2 separate regions of the Mus musculus genome follow, and region 2 is linked to region 1. A link is a contact called in public Hi-C data. All regions are on one chromosome and are shown on one strand. Each heading gives the region's core, a stretch centred on a gene start, on an enhancer-like site or on the middle of the called end of the contact. The rest is flanking DNA. Distances are from core to core; before and after follow the strand shown. Region 1 overlaps Zfp385b (zinc finger protein 385B). Region 2 overlaps Cwc22 (CWC22 spliceosome-associated protein).

What was found. Hi-C and Micro-C count contacts between places; a contact is called where the count stands out from the background.
Region 2: a Hi-C map of cerebellar granule neurons shows a contact between it and region 1, with 2.5 times the contacts expected there. The contact joins two enhancer-like sites. A contact is called at or near these places in 6 of 484 Hi-C or Micro-C datasets (the HL-1 cell line, cerebellar granule neurons, cerebral cortex and 2 more), 1 of 115 datasets of contacts at active chromatin or transcription factors (heart atrium) and 2 of 9 other capture datasets (adipose tissue and liver).

What each region holds. Positions count from the first base shown.
Region 1 is chr2:77,789,574-77,792,470 of GRCm38.p6, reverse strand. The region is part of intron 1 of Zfp385b (zinc finger protein 385B); the gene reads left to right. Among named protein-coding and RNA genes, the nearest start is that of Gm35431, 26 kb to the right of the region's middle. Within about 2 kb of position 1,405, at least 5 of the 459 cell types and tissues checked have an H3K27ac peak or open chromatin away from gene starts, as enhancers often do. A contact at or near this core is called in cerebellar granule neurons, where this site is marked.
Region 2 is chr2:77,896,225-77,899,121 of GRCm38.p6, reverse strand. Cwc22 (CWC22 spliceosome-associated protein) reads left to right here. Exons shown (of 20, transcript NM_001362658.1): 20 at 2,544-2,897. Among named protein-coding and RNA genes, the nearest start is that of Cwc22, 49 kb to the left of the region's middle. Within about 2 kb of position 1,366, at least 13 of the 459 cell types and tissues checked have an H3K27ac peak or open chromatin away from gene starts, as enhancers often do. A contact at or near this core is called in cerebellar granule neurons, where this site is marked.

The DNA.
Region 1 (2,897 bases), core at 156-2,655:
TGATGTATTATTATCTGTGTGTGTTTGGGGGTGGGGGCTCATGTGGGTATGAACACATTTTGTGTGGGTTATACACACACACACACACACACACACACACACACATACATACATACATACACATATACATAGATTCATGTAAGTGTACACTTGTGTATGTATATTCTCCTAGTCTGACTGGCTAGCAAACCCAGAGATCTTCCTGTCTCTACCTCCCCAGCACTGAGATGGCAGGCATGTGCCTCCAAACATATATGTTGGTGACTCTAACTTCCAGTTTCTCGTGCTTGTGTGGAAAGCACCTTATTAGACTGAGCAGTTTTTTCAGTCTCACTTTTAGTATTCTTATTAGCCATCATTTGCTTGTAGATCTAACTGTAAATAATCCCTGATCTTTATTTCTCTGAGTCCAAGGTTCTTTCCTTTTCCCTAGGACCATATTTTGGAAAGGCAGCGTGATATGCACGTCCTCTGGCTTGGCGAAGGGGGGGAAGGATCCCTGTGTATTGGTAACGACACTGGGCAGAGGGATAGCAAAGGAAGGCAGCCCCCACTACTTGGTTACCATGAGGCAGGCAGGGTGAGCAGACTTGCTGAGGCGCCATGGTTGCATGATTAGGAAAGGTCCAGATGACCTGAATATGTGGCTCTTACTCTGTGGTGCCTTTGAACCTTCTCTTGTTACCAGTGCATAGGGTAAAGATTGGAAAATGGGCTGGGGAACCCTGGCCTGTGTGAGCAGGACCCCTCACTTTGTTCAACTCTCTGTTCCAGAGGAAAGGTCTTTTTTTTTTAATTAGGTATTTTCTTCATTTACATTTCAAGTGCTATCCCAAAAGTCCCTCAGATCCCCCCCCCCCCCAACTCCCACTTCTTGGCCCTGGCGTTCCCCTGTACTGAGGCATATAAAGTTTGCAAGACCAAGGGGCCTCTCTTCCAGAGGAAAGGTTTTTATTTTATCTTCTGGAACTTGAGCCAGAAATACTGGTGAATTACATTCTTAAAGAATTAATAAACCGAGAGTGTATTTTCCTCTTACGATTTTAGTTTCTTTTAGCTGTGATTATAACTTAGTATTAAAGCTGATAAAATCCTGAATGGATGGTAGCCGCTGTGAAAACGTACTTCTTGGTTATTAAATAATTGTAATAACACGGAGTGAGTGCTTCTCTTCGTTTAAGTTCCTCACCTGGTGTTTATACCATGGTTGTTTTCTTCATGTCAAATTCTAAACCTTGTTTTATAGTGTAACCATAAAGAGCTTCAGAGGCAAGTCGTCTTAATATCTATTATGGTGTGTAAGGTGTAGCTCTTCTCCTAGCATGAAGGCTGTGGTGAGGGAGCAAGGATAAACTGTGCAAGCTCACACACTCTCCTGGCGCCTTCCATGTGAAGGGCAGATCTGGAACAGAGTGGCCACCATGAGTCAGCTGTCTCTTCAGGCTCTTGTCACCAAACAAACAGTCACTGACTTGCTTAATGACCTCGGCCCTCTTGGTCTGACTGCATTTTGTCTCTCTGCATTTCTTTCTACTCCTTGGCTTCCTTGGACATACTTTGGGAGAGGGACACAGTGGGCAACCCAGTAAACAAGTCAGGAGTGACCGGAAAACACAGTTCACAGACAGTACCAAATGAAACATCAAGTCCCAAGTACATTGTAAGGAAGAAGTCCAGGATAAATGCTGGAGATTCATTCCCATGTAAGTGTTCTCCTTGCAGATTCTTTTAAATGGGAAGGAACAGTTTGAGCAGGTTGGCAGCTTTTGGAAAGCCTTTGCTTTATCAGCTGGGAAGTGATTCTATTTTTTTAAATCACATTTTATTGTAACTCAGTTTCTGGTGCCTCCAAATGCAAAATTACGTGCTCAGCTGACCCTTTAATTAGCTCTCATTCTGTCTCACATGATTTATAGCCCGGTGGCGCACGTGTAAGAATGATATATGATTTAATGAACTAGAAAGGCAGAACAGAGTCCCAGCGATTGCTCAGTGCTTCCTTCTGGCTGGAGAATGGAGCGGCCAGGGCTAGGAAAGCCACAGCCCTGTCCACTGCTTCCCTATCCTCTCGAGAACAACAAGGCCCAGTTTTCTGTGGCTTATGAGTTTTTGCAAATCTACTTTTGTTAGCACAAACATGCATGCGCACACGCACACACACACACACACACACACACACACACACACACTGACATAGGCATCTTGAAATAACTGTTAAAAGGAGTGTGAGCAACACCATTGATACAGTGCTCGTAGTTTGCACCTTCATTTTATTGTTTGAAATACAAACATCAGAGATGAGGCAACACTCATCAGAGATGAGTTTAATCTTTGGGGTTTGGCTCTGGTTTACCACAGTTGGTCAGTTCGATGTTGGTGGAGCGTGTTAGGCAGTGACGGAGATGCTCATCCAATAGTGAGTGAGAAATAGGATCCTTCCTAGAGCAAAGATAACAAATGATAAATTACCTTCGAACTCCCTTGTTTTAAAAGTTGAACTCATGGTTTTCTTTGAGGCCTTTTCATAGATCCCATTTGATTTGTTAAGGCCACCTCTAGTCCTGCTTTCTTTCTCTCACCCCCCGCCACTGTCTCTGTGGCTAAATCCTTCAGCACGTGCATTTTCTATTCTTTCACTTATGCTTTTAAATTGGGCTATGAGATAGTAGGCTGCCATATGGCTTTTCGTTCTCCCTTCCACTGGGTTGGTCCTCCCTTTCCACCCCCTCATTGACCCCATAATCCTGTGCTCCTCCCTGTTCAAGCCTTTCTGACCCCAGCATTTTACCTCTCTGCTTTTCTTGACCTATAATCTACTGTATTTTTACGCCCCTTAGAGGCCCTTTTCTAGTCTTCTGGCTTCCACTTGTGATATAAATTAAACACAGAAATCAAAG
Region 2 (2,897 bases), core at 117-2,616, 110 kb before region 1:
ATGTAGGCATAGTCCTGTAACAGTAGCTGAGAGCTTACATCTAATCTGCAAGTCTGAGGTAGACGTCATGTGCCTTTGAAACCTTAAAGCCCACTCCAGCTGCCCTAGTGGCACACTTCCTCCAACAAGGCCACACCTACTCCTTTCCAAACAGTTCTACCAACTGGGGACCAAACATTCAAATATGAGTCCACCTTTCTCAGTCCAACTGCTAGATTTGGCATTTTAGATAGAATGTCATGGAAATGGTGCTCTTAGTGTATCTACTCAAGGGACTTAGAACTGCTGGCATGTCCTAATTAACTAACATCAACTGTCATCACTAAATTGAGAAAGTGTTGTTGAATTTCTTCAGATAAACACTTCATTTCATTCTGTTTAAATCTGTCTCCAACTTTTCCTCAGCCTTTTTGGCAGCCATCTTTAGAGCATTCTCTGTGGTGTTTGCCTAATGATGACCTATCTTTTTTCTTTGTGGATTAGTAATTGAATTTCTACAAGAGACAAACCATCCCTTTTCTTTTATTTACCCAGCCTTATCTTTATACCATGACCTGACAACTGTTTGTATTAGTCTGTAAGTTACACACCAGGTACTTTTGTTCAAGTCATTTTCCTTTTAAAAGATATTTTCAATGCATTTGCGTGTGTATGCATGTGTGTGTGTGCGCACACTTGTATGTCTGTCTGTTCTGTGGAGATGACAGCAAGTTTCAGGAGTTGGCTCTCCTCTGTCGTGTGGGACCCAAGGATAAAGCTCGGGTCTATAGGCTGGGCAGTTTTCTTCACCACTGAACCATCCTGCCAGTCCTCATTTCACTTGGAGGCTTTGGAGCTGCTGCTCTCAGGTTGGTCTTTCTTTGCACAAGCTCCCTTCCTTTCTGTGAGTGCATCTTTCATTCTGGCGTCACAAATGTTGCAGATCCTCAGTGCCTTCAAACAGATGGAAAGTTCTAACAGATGTCCAGCTCCTCTTAGTATGTGCCTTTTACACCAGGAAAAGAGGATGCTCTATTGAAATCCTTTTTCAGTTTCTTCTTGTCCATGTTTTCTGAAAAGGTTTGTATAGTTTCACCTAAGACCTGCTCTGCTTTCTTCAATAGAGCATCTGGGTCCGTGTGGGTGAAGGAGCGTCTGCATATCTGAGGTTACTTTATGTCGGAGTGCCTGTGTCAATGGTAGCAGCCTCTATGCTCAGCTTAGGTTGAAGGGCAGATACTCACGCTGTGATTCCCCACTGTGTTACATTTGAAAGTGCCTGGCGTGCTGTATGATAATCAGAACTGAGGGGCTCTTCCTGTTCTATCTTCTTAAAGCAGGAGTGCATTTGCTTCCAGGAACTTTAGTCCCACATTGGAAGAATGCAGCCCCAGTCATTTAACAGCTCTCTGAATGTCACAGAGTATATTTCATGGCATCTATTTTGAGGACAGATGATAGCTCAGCTTGAATTTTGCAGTGAGAAAGTTTGCTGATTCTAAGTTAATTTGCCGTATCATACAATTTTGCAGAGAACTGTTTCATTATTAAAGTATTAGCATAAAAGTAGTATGAACTGCCTCCAAATTAGAAAGCAGAGAAGCAGACATGGCCAAGGGCTTGCGTATTGTTGCATGGCTGAGCTGTAACATGGCAGAGCCCTGACTGGAGAACGAGCCAGAGACATGGGCTTAGCACTGAGCCAGATGGCTGCTGCTTGGGCAGCTGCAGCCCAAGAAGGAAGTTCTGACTGGCAGGCCACTCGTACACCGTGTGCCATCGACAGTCACTTAGCAGAAGAAAGAGGGGTTGGTACACTGACATTTGGGTAGAGTCGGGGCAAGAAGAAGTCATTTACCGTTGTGTTTTCATTCTGTAGTGAAAGGATTTGTGAAATTTTAGTCATCTCAGTGCTTTTGATTCATGAATTTGAATTAATAAGTGACCAAGTTTAACTTAAAATGGTGGTTTATTTCTCTATATTTTATATCTGGGATTATATCAGTAAAACTGAATTATTCAAGGTTTCCTTCGAAGCTTGTATCAGAAATAAAGCGTCCAGGGTTCTCACTGAGTTCGTAGCTGTCATAACCCATCTCTTGCTCGTATGGCCAGGAAGCACACTCAATCTGTGATGAGAGCACAGGTGCCCTCGTCCCCAGAAGGAAGTGGTTTGGGCTGGGTGGCCATGAGTCTAAAGAAAATTTTCTCTAGCACTAGTACCAGGGCTCCTGCAGCTACATTTCATCTGACAAGCAGCTCTGATAGAGTTGAGAGTATGTATGTAGCAATGCACATTTTCTAATTACTTGATGGTTTCCATTTGCTATAGTTTATTGAAAGTTCTTATGGGGACTTGAGTTTCAAACTAATTACATAGTAACTATTAATGACATATTTTAGAATTTATTCATCTTTTAAAATAGTCTATTTTTAGGCTTTTCAGTTTGACTTTGCATCCAATATATACAAATAAATGCTCTGCAGTATGCTAGTAAATGTTATTGTTAATTATGAATTTATATTAACATAAAAACTAACTATAATTCACTTTTTGCATGCAGCTAAAGGTACAAGAAAGAAGAGACAAGGGAAGGCCAGAGGCGAAGAAGTTGATAAGTTAGCCAGGGGCCACCAGGCACTTGAGCGGAGGCGAGAAGGAGGCAGGGAGGACCAAAGGCACCAGGAAGGGAGGACTGAGAGAGCAAGGTCTGAAAGACGCAGAGCTCAGAACTCACGAGATGCAGACTGGAGAGATCCCCTAGCAAAGCACATAGACGACAGAAGCCATGAGAATAGTCACAGCAGAGTTGGCAATGGCCGAGAACAAGGCTCACACAGAGAGCCAGAAGACAGGCATGGCGAGCCAAAGAAGCGGAGAGAGAGAAGAGATTCTTTTTCTGAAAATGAGAAGCAAA